2 separate regions of the Columba livia genome follow, and region 1 is linked to region 2. The links are chromatin contacts, called in public Hi-C maps. All regions are on one chromosome and are shown on one strand. The core of a region is the stretch at or near the end of the contact, and the rest is flanking DNA. Distances in the headings are between cores, read along the strand shown.

Region 1 (7,671 bases), core at 2,745-5,244, 240 kb before region 2:
TCGATGACTCCTAATAGTTATCGCCAGATGTACTAATACACAACAAATCACGGTCCGGGAGAGGGGGAGAGCAAATGAGTTCCTATTTCGTGAATCCCACTTTCCCGGGGAGCCTGCCCGGGGGCCAAGACTCTTTCCTCGGGCAGATCCCCCTTTACCCGGCGGGCTACGATGCTCTCAGGCATTTTCCGTCTTCGTACGGGGCAAGCAGTCTGCAGGACAAGACTTACACCTCACCTTGTTTCTACCAACAGTCCAACACCGTCATTGCTTGCAATCGGGCTTCCTATGAGTACGGAGCCTCTTGTTTTTATTCGGACAAGGAAATTAGTAGCGCCTCTCCCTCCGGCAGTGGCAAACAGAGGGGGCCCGGGGACTACCTGCATTTTTCTCCTGATCAACAGTACAAATCCAGCGGAGTGCAAGCCAAAATTGTAAATGACGAAGGCACCGACCGGAAGTACACGAGCCCTGTTTACCCCTGGATGCAGCGGATGAACTCCTGCGCTGGTAAGGCATTTCGATGCAATCAAGGAGGGGGGGTGGGGAGAAGGAAGGAAAAGTTTATTTCCTGAAGAATTTTTTGTTTGTTTGTTTGGTTCTTAGACAATGTCCAGGCTTCTGGAGGGACACGGTTCCTTCAGGGCAATGTGTAACGTGACACCTTCCCAGGTTATTTTAGACCTGGCACATTGGCACCCTGGGAACGGTGGCCGAGACCCCAGCTTGTGAATTCACTGGTGAAAGTTATTGAGGAATCCTTAGGAAGCAGGAAAAAAAAAAAAAAAAAAAAAAAAAAAAGGAATATAAAAGGAGCAGAGCAGTTTTGCCACGTTCCTAAAGCCACCCCAAAGCTTCTCCTCCTCTTCTTCCTTGTCAGAGAGTGATGCAGGGAATATGCCCTCTGTACTGAGGATCCTATGCATTTGTGGCACGTTCCTCCTCACCCCCCTCCCCCAGCTCATTAGCCTGTAAGTATTGGATATTGAGAGCACGTTTCTGGGGCCGTGGGCGCACTTCCATGGCACCGCCGATTTTCTCTGACTTACAAGTGAACTTCACATAATTGAACTATTCTGTCCAGGAGTGGTGCTGGGGGGTGGGGAGGGTTGTATTGGGGTGGCACTTATATTTAATAATCCCATATTGAGACGTTTACTTCCAGAGTTTGCTAATGACTCCCCTCCTACCGAGTTTGTGTTTGCTGGACTGTGGGTCTAATTCATTTTTTGGAAAGTTAAACTTTTAGCAAGACCATTCTAATGCTGCTTTGCATTCAAGGGCAATAAATTCCGGAGCAAATGGCAAAGGATCTTCTATGATCTTTAGCTGATGTCTATAATTATACTTAAATTACAGACCCTCTGTAGTCACAGCCATGGCAATAGAGTGTGTTTGTGTAAACACACTCGCATATGCCTGCACACACACACACATGCGTGCAGCTCCCCGGATCGCACACTTGTGTATGTGTGTGCGCGCACACAGGCTCTCAACATGCAGAGGAAAGCCACTGCTTAGCGATTCACACGGGTGCTACCTACTTCACTTTCGCTAGGTCCACATTAAAGCCTCTTTATATCCTAGTCACCCCACCACCCTAAGCCCGCTGCACATCCGTATTTACAGCTAGTCAGGCACGAGAAAAGGAATAAGAGGGGGGGGGGAACCTCCAGGAAACCAGAGCAGCCCACCCCCCCAACAGCTCCCTCCCCCCCCGCCGCCCCGTGATCGTGCCTGCAAAAGGAGGCAGAATATACTAACCGTTCTTTCTGGTATGAAATCACTGGGCCCTGTCCAATGCGATCATTTTGTCTTTACTTCTACAGGTACAGTATATGGAACTCATGGGAGACGAGGGAGGCAAACTTACACCAGATACCAAACGCTAGAGTTAGAGAAAGAATTTCATTTTAACAGATACTTAACCCGAAGACGACGTATTGAGATTGCAAACGCTCTCTGCCTTACTGAACGCCAGATTAAAATATGGTTTCAAAACAGGCGGATGAAATGGAAAAAGGAAAACAAATTCATAAATTCCACACAGCCCAGCAGCGAAGAAACAGAGGAAAAGTCAGGGGAGTAGAACCACATTTAATAAACGCTACCAGGCCTTTCCTTAGCGCTTACTATTACCATTACTATTACTATTATTATTTACCTTGTGTTCCTTCTGCTACTAAAATCTGATAGGTTTGTCACAGTCTATTAATTCCCAAAAGGCTTGGTTAAAATACGTACATTTGCAATCATCTGTAACTCTAATATATGTGGAAGTCCTAGCTTTCGAGCTACAGGCATGTATGTATATAACGACCTTTCCAAAGTGCAGATGGCATTGCTTAAAACTAGTATAGAAATGGCCCAGATTTTTAAACATTTGAGGTGAGCATCTGTATGTTGGTGAGTGTCCCTGGTGTGCTTGTGTGAGAAGAGATAAGCGAGTGATTTTTTTTTTTTTTTAATTAGAATTGTTCATATTGCAGAAATACGAAGGATTTTAGAAAATCTTAGGTTTATATTTTTGTTAGCTCCTGCTACGTCGGGCTGTGTCGTTATGCTGTTTTTGGTAGCTTATGGTCTGCAGGGGAGGAAAAAAAAGTTTTACGCATGTGTAAGATATTTAAATAGCAAAAAGAAGACAAATCGTTAAAAAAAAATCGTTGTGTAAAGCCCTAGGTATAAACTTGCAGTTAAAGCGAAGATGAATTGCAGGGAGATTCTTTTTAAAATGCCGCTAAACTGCCTAATCTGCACTACTAGTACTAAAGGAAAAACTCGGCGTTAAACTTCAGAGGAAGCAAGGGAAGAGGTTTAGAAGCGGGCGAATTTCTGTGTTTCCCGTTGAGCTTACACTGAGGTTTCGGTGAGCGCAGCTCTACACCGAAGGGGCTTTGAATTATGGACTACATTTCCTAGGGCTTCGTGGGATTGGGTCGACCTTTCATCTTCTTTTTCTTTGTTTATTTAAAAAAATGTGTCTGACATATTAACCCGGGGATCTTCTACCCTGTTTTTGTGGTATCTTAATTCGCACTCTCATTTATTAGCACTGGGGGAAAAAAAAAAATAAAAGATAGATAATCTAAATAAAAGTAGCTGCCATAAAATGCTTCCACTTCGCGTTCTGTATAAGGAAAATAAGCGCAGCGAAAATATTGACTACTATATAGGTTATATATCTCTATATTATATTGTGTGTGCGTGAGTGTGCGTGTGAAACTATGTACAAATAGACTTGTATGCGCATCAAGGCTCTATTGTTTGGAAGGCAGCACATTTTGGGCTACTGCTCTAAATATTTTAAAAGCCAAATCTAGAAAATACTAATGCAAAATGGCTACCGCTGCATTTAGATTTTGTGGTTGTGTTTCTTTTTTCTTTATTTTGAAATTTTTATGCTTTTTCCGAGATGCGGAAAAATAACGGCGGCCGTAAAGCCGCCTGGAATTTGACCCCCTAGTAGGAAAAATGTTGCACGATTTTTATCTTTTATAGCTACCTGCCATTGCAGATCGGCAGGACCCGGGTGCCTCTCGAAACCTCTGGTACGGAAAAAAAAGGGGGGACAAAAAAAAATAATTAAACAAAAAAAATCTATAAAATGAACATAAGCGTTGCCAGCATCCGAGGAGGTATCATGTAGGGTTTGTGAACTGGTGTGAATAGCCTCGCCCGGAGCAGACAACGGGCACAAAGCGTAGCACACAGGGCTCTCGGGCGGCCGGACGGGGGGAACGAACCCCGCCGACCCCGCCGCCTCTCTGCCCGCTCCCGGTGCCGCTGGTGGCGGCGGTGGCGCCGGGCGCAGTGGCGGCGCTCCCTGCTCCGCGCGTCTCCGCGCCGCTCCGCGCCACCGTCGGGGGCCGTCACCCCGGGCCGACCCCGCGGAGCCGCCGTCATCCCCCGCGCCGCCAGCGGGTGGCGCTGGAGGCCGGCGGACGGGCGGGCGGTGGCGGCGGCGGCGCGCAGCGGCGGCGCGCCCCGGGCCGCCCGCGCCCTCCCAGCTCCCCCACCAGTGCACGAGTTTACCTCTAGAGGTCATCAGGCAGGATTTACGACTGGACAACAAAAGCACGTGATGTGAAGCCGTACCCCATATTTGGGTGCCTACGTAGGAGGGAACCAAGTACATGTCCCAGTCATTTCCATAATTCATCATAAATTGTGCAAGGGTGCTATAGACGCACAAAACGACCAAGAGCCACAAATCAAGCACACATATCAAAAAACAAATGAGCTCTTATTTTGTAAACTCATTTTGCGGTCGCTATCCAAATGGCCCGGACTACCAGTTACATAATTATGGAGATCACAGCTCGGTGAGCGAGCAATACAGGGACTCCGCCAGCATGCACTCCGGCAGGTACGGATACGGCTACAATGGCATGGACCTCAGCGTCGGGCGCTCTGCTTCCACCCACTTTGGTGCCAATGAGAGACCCCGCAGTTACCCGGCCAACACCACCTCTGCCTCGACAGAGCCCAGGTACAACCAGTCCGCGACGGCTTCCCACTCGCCTCCCCCTGACCCTCTGCCCTGCACCGCCGTGGCCGGTTCGCCTGTCAGCGAGAGTCACCACGGGGTGAAAAACTCCCTCGCCAACTCCACCAGCACTTCGTCCAATTCCAGCAGCAACACGCACATCAGCAGAGACGGGGTTGGCACCTCGTCTGGGACTGAGGAAGACACTCCAGCAAGCAGCGAGCAGGCAAGTGCCCCGACCGACCAAAGCACAGCCCAGCCTTCACAGCCCCAGATCTACCCCTGGATGCGAAAACTGCACATAAGTCATGGTAAAGCAAATACCCTGTTCTTTCTTTATTTCTCTGGAGGAAAAGGAGGATTTAATGTAAACCGGGTGGCTGCGCCGAGCAAGGTCGGGGAGAGGGGGAAAGGGGGAGAGGAGGGCGTGAGAACGGGCAGCCTCCGCGAACAGCATAACTCTGCTAGCAGGGAAGTATGCTCTCTTCTCCGGGCAAGTCCTCCCCCAAAAGAAAAAACCTCCCGGCCCCAAAAACCCAGCCCGCCCGGCTCCCAGCGCCGGCCCCGGCGGGCAGCGGGGGAGCAGAAAGCGCCTTTCCGAAGGAGGATCGGGAGCCGAGGCTGCTCCCGGCTCTCCTCTGCAAGGGGAATCCTCCAGCGGGAACGGCGCGGCTGACCCCATTTATTTTGCCGAGCCATATTAAAAAGAGAATAGGAGAGGGCGAAGAGGGCAGTTTTCACTGCTGGGAAGCCGTGGGGGAGGGGGGACAGTCGCCCCAAACTCCGGGGGAACGAGCTTGAGGGGCGCGGGGAAGCGGAGCAACTTTCAGCCCCGGGTACCTGCCCTGTCCTTGCTGCTGGGGGAGCGACCGAGGGCTCGCTGCTTCCCAGAGCCTTCCCCAGCTCAGCCGTGGGAAAGGGTTGCACGCTTCAGCTTTTCTCTCCCAGCCCTGAAAACTAGCTAGCAGCAGAGGCATGCTACAAACCGGCTCATCTAAGGGAGAGGTGGGGGAAGATAGCCTTAAAAAGCCCCCAATAAATCAATTTTAGAAATCGAACCCCAAATCCAAGCGAAAACTTACCGAGACCACCAAATTCCCCTCCCCCAAATCGTTCCTAAAAGGGTCTGGAGGGGGAAACTTGTTGAGCGTTTATCCAAACCAGAAACAGAACCAAGAAGGACTGAGAATAACGGTCCTGGTCCATAGTAGCTGCAATAAGACACGAAGGCTCCGAGTGGCTGCTGAGAATCTAAATCATGTACTTTTCTCTTCCAGACAACATAGGGGGACCAGAAGGGAAAAGGGCTCGGACTGCTTACACCCGCTATCAGACCTTGGAGCTGGAAAAGGAATTTCACTTCAATAGATACCTGACCCGCAGAAGAAGGATTGAAATAGCACATGCTCTTTGCCTCTCAGAGAGACAAATAAAGATCTGGTTCCAAAACAGGAGAATGAAATGGAAAAAGGATAATAAGCTGAAAAGTATGAGCATGGCAGCTGCAGGAGGGGCATTCCGTCCCTAAGCGTTTGATCAATTAAAAGTACTGAGCAGTATTAGCTGACCCTGCGTCTCATGTCAGTACTAAGTTGACTTTCTAAAACTTCCTTGTGTTACTTCTGTGAAGAAACCCTGTTATTGTCGCCCTTATTCATCTTTTAATCATGAGCCTGTTTATTACCATTCTCTCGCGTGTATAAGTAGATCTGCTTTTATCGTACATTTCTTTGTCTTGAATGGCTTTGTCTTGAAAAAAATAATAGATGTTTTAACTTATTTATATGAAGCGAGCTGTGTTACTTGAAGTAACTGTTAAAACAAAACATAACTAAACAAAAAAGAACAAAAAAAAAGGTTAAAAAAAAAAAAGAGAGAGAGAAAGAAGCCCTCCCCCGGTTTAGTACAAATGTTATGTGTTGCACTCAACCTGCTTAACTGTGCATGTGTGGTCAAGTGTTAATGTCTGTATAGCTCCAAGCTGTTAAAAATATTTTTATTCAAACTACCTATATAATTCCTGTGTAATTAATGCTGTTGTAGAGGTGAAATGATGAAATCAACTGAACTTGTCCTACGTGTAGTGAATAGTGAATCTGTGACGAAAACTGTGATTCCAAGCAGTATGTCCTTGCTGTGCCTTTGTATATGACTCTTTGCACGAACTCTTAGAAGTGGCTCTTATTAAGCGCAGCTTCTGTGATGTATGTTTTTTGTGAACAAAGTTACAAATATAGTCAAAGTCTGGCTGTTTGAGCAAACTGTGATCAGCATTTTTTTTTTTTTGTATTTGTTTTTAAAAAAACTGACTGGAAATCAACAAAAAAATAAACTTTCTATTGTAAAGTTTTCGTGATCTGGTTTGTGCAAAGCAAGAAGTTGTGCTTCTTGGTTTGCCTCTGAAAAAAAAAAAAAAAAACCAACCCAAAAAAAACCCAAACGTGCAGAGTATATAATAATATTTTACCTGGCTCCTGCTGCACGTTACGAATGGTAGATGCTGCGGTTGTCCGCTACCAATATTTTTAATTGAAAGTTTGACCGTAAGTTCTTCCCCACTGATTTCTCGCTAGGAGGAAAACTGCGTGGTAGGACCACAATCAACACCCTTTGTGAGTGAATCAACTGTTAGCTGTTTGCTGATGGTTGGGGAAAAAAAAAAAGTGCTTTGTTAAAACACGCTGCGAACTCTAAGATGTGTTTGCATCGCTCCAGAATTTATCCTGTGGTTTCATTAAGTATATTTGCAGGACAGCCACGTCTGAGCTCTCTGCGCCTATTAGTAACCCTCGCTAGCCACATTCCCACTTTTCACCCTTTAAAAATTTTTGTTTTTCCTCGCTACAATTAGTTTGCTATAAACGTAATGTTACTTACCCCATCAGAGCTTGAATGGTTAACTCTTCTGAGCTTCTAAGAGCAACTAAAGATTTGCACATTTACTGACTGGTTACATTGATGCCTTCCCTTAAAAGTTATAAAACAGTAAACTTTATAAGCTCCAGTTCCGGCTATATGACATTTGGGTGCCAAATGAATAGGGTTTTGTCTATGAATTAGATCGTAAAATCATCCATAGCACAGACAGATAGGCTCACTGGCTATAAAAAGTCACGTGGTGCCATTAAAGTAAGTTTTATGGTTTTGGGGAGTTGACATCCAACATTATATACCACATAACA
Region 2 (7,033 bases), core at 2,733-5,232:
ACGGAAAGTGAGAAAGATTATAGCGAACAGATTGGGCTAGATTAGAGGTTGAGTCCAAATAAATACAGTTATTTTGCCCTTATTTCATAATTTTTCTGGTATGTGGGGAAAAAGAGCAAGTAAGTAAGTAACAAGCATTCTTTAGAGTTCCGGACATCATCAGAACAAAGAAATAACTGCGTTCTTTAACAGGGTACATCTTATGTAAGTATTGAGACTCAACACTGAGAGTATCACTTGTATAGTAGTGTTAATTTTGCACTTCACCTGTCTCTCCATCTTTAAGCCTTCAGTATGGTAAATATTGAGCACATGATCACCAAAAGGGGATAGAGTAATTTTCCAGAAGTTCACCTCTTTCAAATATTGTTAAGTAGCCCAGAGTAGTAATCTTCAAGTCTGATGCTATAAACTTTTCAAAAATCTGATCAAGAGTCAAGGAATATGAATCAGAATGACAAGCTGTTTAAAATACTGGGTTGTGGACCACAGTGCTCCACCAGTAATGCTTAAGCAGATAACACAGCTACTAGTTCTATGTCACTGCTGTAGCAGGGTTTGCTAACTTAGATGCCATCAATTTTAAAATGGAAGATCAGTGGAAATCAGGCAGAGTCACATATTATTCTAGTGTTTTAAGTAGTGCATTTCCATACTTGGGCTGTAATTACTGGTTTTGTTTTGGTCATTTTAGTTTTCTGCCAGGTTTGTGCTCAGAAATGGCAAGTGCCAGAACTGGTACAAGGGAGGGCACAGGAATGGAACAGCCTGTAGTTAGATTGGCTTAGCCTGAAATTGGACAGCACACTTGAATTCCTCTGAAATTGGTACTCTTAATCTGTTTTTCCAGGTTTTATTTTTTTTTATTAAGGCTGTTAGCACATTCTTAGAATTCCACCCCCCCCTTGAGTAGTCCATGGGCATTCTTAAATTTGAAACAGTGCGTGCTTGAGTGATACACTTGTCAGATATTTTTTTTACCTGTCAGATTCTAGTAGTGCATTTCCATACTTGGGCTGTAATTACTGGTTTTGTTTTGGTCATTTTAGTTTTCTGTCAGGTTTGTGCTCAGAAATGGCAAGTGCCAGAACTGGTACAAGGGAGAGGGCAGGAATGGAACAATTTTTACCTGTCAGATTTTTGACCTGTCAGATTTTTTCACCTTTCTTTAAGCATATAATGTAAGGTGCCAGTATTTTTCAGTGAAATAAGCAGTCTGAGCCTACCATCAAGAAAGCTGGCAGCTGTTGCTCTTTCATCTCTCAAATAAACTCTGAAGCATTTTCTTCGGTATACTGTACAAAAATATCTGTTGTTCCTATTACTGTTACTGGAAAAACAGAGATGGCAGAAGAAAACCATGAAGAATTCTTTGTGGAAGAATTTTGGAAATTGTTGGATAATTGTTCATCCAGATAGCTGTCCTGGAAGGAAAGAAGTATGTCCTGGAGAAACAACCTGTCCAAAATCCTGCTCAGCCATTTCTTGTGATTGGTAATATTAAAAGCAGTGGGTAGGTAAAACCAAACTGCTTCTACCCTCTGCTACACACTTCAGTTTTTTTCAATCATATCTTATTCATATTTGTGGCTTGACCGTGTCTTCAAATTGTGACAGACTTTAGCTTAGCAATTATCATAATATTTTTAAGTCATAAGACATTACACAGTGTATAAGAATAGACTGTAATTGTGGCAGAGTAACATCAGCATATCGATACCTTTTGAATTTGAACTGTAATGGGCACATAAATCCTTGATGCTAAATCCACCAACTGTTCTCAGATACTACGCAGTAGTATCAGAAGCTCCACATAATTTCATTTCCATATAAGTACCAAATTCCTTTGTTCGGGTCTCCTGGTTTTGTTTTATTCAGTTCTTTGGAGGCAATCAAATGAAATTTGACAGCATCTTCTCTAACTGAAAAAGAGGCTGTGTTTTACAAAGGTTTTTGCAGGTTTTTTTTTTTTGTTCTACCTCTGTGTTTGTGAAGCAATATGAATCATTTTATGAAGCATTTTGCCCTTTAGATGTATAGATTCTGAAGTTAAATAGACAATTGGCTTTTATGCGTGTGTTGTTGCACTTACAGAATTTGGAGAAACTTGTCCTGGTGGGCATGGGAGGGGATTTCAAATTTAAAATTAACACTGCATAGTTGTTCACAAACTTACACTGATACTTTCTCTCCTTATCTTTCATTTCTGTGCTCCTGGTATAGCAGTATATGGTCTTCTGAGAAATGTGGCTTTCTGATTTGAACAACTCTACCTTATGCTGAATTCATGCATGAGGGCACAGAGCCATAGTTGGTCCTTGGGCAACATCTTCACTGCAGGAATAAGCTTATTTTAAAATGCATCTTTTTGAGTGTTGCTATGTTATTAGTTGAGTGGCTTTCCCAATTTAAAGCTTAATTAAATGCTCATGATGAACATCTAGGGACAGATTGTGTCTTGCCTGCTGTGGGATCTCTTCTGTTGCTGATGTTCCCCATGTAACTCCCATTACTGTTAACAGGAGTTACTTCAGACACATAAAGGTAAGAACAGACCTCAAAGCGATAAAGGTCAACGTGAAAAGTCATGATGCATTTCAGTGCAGTTCTGAAGAAGTAAAAGTCGTGATTTGTATTTTAAACCAAATCAGTAAGACAACTGCTGAAAGGTTTGGTAGGTGGGATATACAGAAATAGCTCTCAGTTTTTTTTTCACATGGACTTACAGTATCTTTTACAAGATAGAGCTGGGAACTGTGATCAGTGCCGTATCAAAAGACTGAGGAGAGATTCTTAATATTTATCACAAATTAATTTGCCACTAACCGGTGTTACTATTTGTAATTATCTAATGCTAAATTGGTGAATAATGAGCCTGACAAATGGGAAGAGCCAAAATTTGGAGGTGCAACATTTCTAACTGATTCCACCTTCCTCTTGAAATTATTCTGTCTATGCATTTTACAATAACCACATCTCTTATTTCTGTGTGGTCATGAGTTTGTATAATATATATGTATATATTGCTGCTTTTGGTGTGGTGACAGAATTTGTGCACTGGTAGTCAGAACGCCCTCTAGTGCTATATAGCAAGTGGTAGCTACTAATCACCAGTTTATGGAAAATTAAACGGTGGTTAATGTGCCTAACAGCTTTAAGTTCAAGGTTGTGAATATTTTACCTTATGACAGTATTGCCATCAAAACAAGATAGCACAGAACACAGATGGAATGGATAAATAGACAATATTTATTCTCTTGCTCCTCTTGCTCATACAGAGTATAATAAAATTAAAATCTAAGTATTTGTCAAAATAGGGAAAAATACAAGTTGAATACTGCTATATTTATTTATAGCATGACACTTTCTATTGCTTGATACTTGATATTTTAGCAGGATTTTTTCAGTAATAAAGTGAACCAATCATGATTAAATTATAAACTATAAATAATGGTGTAGAGTGCTAACGACATGCAAATGTAACTGGTATATGTTGGAATAACCAGCAAGCCTGCTGTTCAAGGATCATATAACAAAACTAAGATGACAGCCTTGATCCAGCCAGTTCAGTGATATTTATGTTGTCAGAATTAGAAGATAGCTTTCCAGTGATGTAAATTATTAGTACATATACATTCTGTCTGGTTAGTGTATACATAATGTAACTGGTCATCTGAGTGGTATTGCTTACATTCTTTTTGCATTAACTCATCGCACTCCATTCTCCTGGAATTAAAAACAGGAAATAGTTTGCAGTGTAACAGAAGCACCCAGTGTATTTAACCGCTGTGTTTCAATAGATGTACTCTGTATTGTAAGTATATGACAAAGCATTTATTACTGTGTTATTGCCGTATTACAGAGCAAAGAGTGCTAAATAATCAATCAGTTAATGGTCTGTATGGCAGCTTGAACACAGCACATCCATTGTGCTTATGCTGTTAGAAGGATGAGTTTATGGCTGTAGTGTAGTTGCATGTTTAGCCAGGGCTTAACGTCCTAAACTGAAGCTGACACAAATATTTTTAAAATGCAGCTTCAGCAACAGTTTCCAAGTTCTCCAGTATTTCAAAAGGAACAATCAAGGATTATCTCAAAGGTTCTCAGAGAAGTTACTTAGTTTTGTTGGAACAGGAGAGGGAGGGAGGGGAGCATAACACAAAATACTTACTTTGGCTTCCTTTCACAGACTATTATTAATTCTATCCTAGCAATTTTATCTGTTCCAAGTTGAGATACAAATGTGGCTTGCTGGAAATATCTTAGTAGAGGAAAACTAGCTGCTCTAAGTTGCAGCTGAAAAATGCTTTGAAAACCTGTAGCTACATGTCTTGAAGTGATATGACTTGCCAGTGAAGGGCTTGCGCATTAAACTTGTTTTCCACTTGCTTTTGTGGTATGAAGGAGCTGTTTCTAAAAACAGGAGTAAGAAGTGTGTGCTAATAAATTGCTTTGTACTATCTGGAGATTTAAAGAATAGCTGTAGTCCCCCAGTCTTTATCCTTTTGTGATTAGATGCTGTTTTCTTTCTTCACAGATAGCAAAAACACCGATTATGCGAATTTCTATCAAGGTTTGTGGGATTGCACAGGAGATGTACCTGATGAGCTGACGTTTAAACGTGGTGACGTTATCTACATTCTCAGCAAGGTATGGGATGCTAGTGGGGCTACATAGCTGTAAGAAGAGAGGTGGCAGAAGGGCACATTCCCACAGTTCTATGGGGGGAAACTGACACTCCCTTTCAGATCCTTTGTTTGCAATCAGATATTCACTGCAATTAATTATTTTGTCAAATGAACTATAATCACATTTAAAACATAGTTGTGTAACAGGAATTAACTTAAAAGCATGTTTATTTACTTGTTAAATCCTGACTATCGTTTGTTAACTGATTTAACGGGATACAATGTGCTTTCTGCTGGCAAAAGTTAACCTTGTAGAATTTTAAATTATCTTGTATGTTATGTTTCTAGTTTCCTGTTTCATATTCCTGAAGGCTGATTCTGACTTTTGGGCCATCTTGCTACAGAAGATGGTTTAGGTTTTTGAATGATACTTTCATCTTTGTAGGTATATCGTAATTGTTCTGACAGTTCAGATTCCAAATTTGTTTGCTCTGACAGATCTGGACGATTTTTAATTTACTACTTTGCTGTTTGCAAAGCAAATGAGAAATATAATTCTTCTCATCTAAGGTGATGATAGACAGCATAAGCAGAAAATTTTATTCTACTTTAATTTTGTTTAATTTTCCTGTTTTTCTTTAACCCTCTCAACAAAACCAAAACCTCTCCTGAAATATATAGCTCATGATCCATTGAAGTCCACTTCCAAATAATTCATCAAAGGAAATTTCTTTTTTCCCCACATATTAGAAAAAAAGCTGAGCTTTTCAACTTCTCATTTCAAAAAACACACCACCTTTTAAAATATATGTGTAATATATATCCCAGATGTAATTGTGTTCAATATAATTAATGCCAAAGTTATTGTAGGTTGTTGAAATACACAAGTAGGTGCGGGAAAGCTTAAAGGCATCTGTTTGTCTTAGTTTCAAACTCTTCAGTTTTGTCACAATTGCTTTAAATCTTCCGTGATACCTTTAACTGCAATGTTTCCGGATAATAAATGTAAGAGCTTCTGTTTAAATAAATTTAAGATTTATGGATGGAAAGATAGTCCTATATAAAAATATAGAAGACATATTACTAACGGTAATGTGACCATGTATGTCTTTTGAGGTATTTCATTGTCACTTAAACTAATAACTGAATTGCATTACTAAAGGCCAGATAACACTCTTGGATTGGGCAGACTTTCAAGCAGTTATACAGCACTGTATAAAATACATTTTATACACTGTAAAAAATTTTAAATAAGCACCTGTTCCCCCTTCCCCTCCTCCCAAAAAGCCCATGAACAAACGGACACTACTGTACAGGTTTGGCCTCTTTGTGGGTTGTGCCCTTCTGCTATGGTGTGGGGACTAATAAAATCTTAGTCTTCAGCTTGTAGGTGAAAAAAAATCGTTTGCTACTCCTTCCTCAAAAGAGTGAGGAATTGAATTTAAAAAATGGAGCAGAATAGAAAAACAGTAGTTTAAGCTGTCCTCTGCATATCAACTATCTTCCAGTCATGCTGTGATTAATCTATAATCAGTCCTTGAAACTAGCTTGTTGCTGCTTCAGATATATAGAGCCTTCCTCTTTGGGAATGATTTCTACTCCAAAATACAATCCAGAAAATTCAGCCCTGTTTCACTTAGAGGTTGTTACAGCTTTTTCAGAAAAATGAGTGTTGGCCACTACTGTCAGCTCTGAATTTGGAGTCCTTGGAGGGGAAACTGCCAGAGAATTATCTGCCTTAACCCTCCACTTGATTCAGTTTCAAGGTCTGATCATTTATGAACTCTTTGTCTGGTAAGTGGAAAATATAACTGAAGGAAAAGTGAACCTAACTGTCCGGAAGTGGGTCAAGACTTTTCTTCAAAAAATATTTCCTAATCCACTACACTAATACTTGGATTTTGTGGCAGTGGGCAGGAATCCTCAGCAATTTTTTAATTTTTTCACACCATCTAGTGGTTGAAGATGAGAGATGCAGTTACTGACAGGACACGATGTGTATGGATCCAAAATGGTGTCATAAATTCAGCTTCAGCTTGAACCTAGCTATGGCTTTATTGCCTTTCTATCATATGTCAGCCAGGTGTGAACATTACTCTCGAAAATCACATTTTACTGATGAGGAAGTAAGTACAGGTATAGTGGTATTATGGTAGGAAGGGTGAAGCATTAACAAAATACTGAGCATATCTGTGGAACATGTAATAGTGCTTTGTTTTATCATGAAATATAAATGGTATAGCGTCCTCTGATGAACGTGATAAGGTAGATATTTGTCTCTCCCAGCAATAGTCATGCCAAAGCAATATATTTTTACCTGCTTTTCACATACCTTTATAGACATTAGGGGAAAAGTGACTATTTTGTTTCCAAGAAATGAGATCATTAGTACAACAGAAGTAGTT

Evidence for each region. A called contact is a pair of places that touch in the nucleus more often than the background predicts.
Region 1: a Hi-C map of liver shows a contact between it and region 2, with 4 times the contacts expected there. The contact joins the promoter of HOXA5 here to the enhancer-like site in region 2. A contact is called at or near these places in 2 of 2 Hi-C or Micro-C datasets (crop and liver).

Annotation. Positions count from the first base shown.
Region 1 is chr2:36,317,347-36,325,017 of bColLiv1.pat.W.v2, reverse strand. HOXA5 (homeobox A5) reads left to right here and starts at 3,994. Exons shown (of 2, transcript XM_005513488.3): 1 at 3,994-4,800; 2 at 5,767-6,835. The coding sequence starts at 4,239. The coding sequence ends at 6,017. The region is part of intron 1 of HOXA3 (homeobox A3); the gene reads left to right. It overlaps HOXA6 (homeobox A6), which reads left to right. Exons shown (of 3, transcript XM_065051393.1): 2 at 255-510; 3 at 1,830-3,113. The coding sequence starts at 486. The coding sequence ends at 2,089.
Region 2 is chr2:36,082,775-36,089,807 of bColLiv1.pat.W.v2, reverse strand. SKAP2 (src kinase associated phosphoprotein 2) reads left to right here. Exons shown (of 11, transcript XM_065051387.1): 9 at 4,538-4,650. Among named protein-coding and RNA genes, the nearest start is that of SKAP2, 110 kb to the left of the region's middle. Within about 2 kb of position 3,982, at least 1 of the 3 cell types and tissues checked has an H3K27ac peak away from gene starts, as active enhancers do.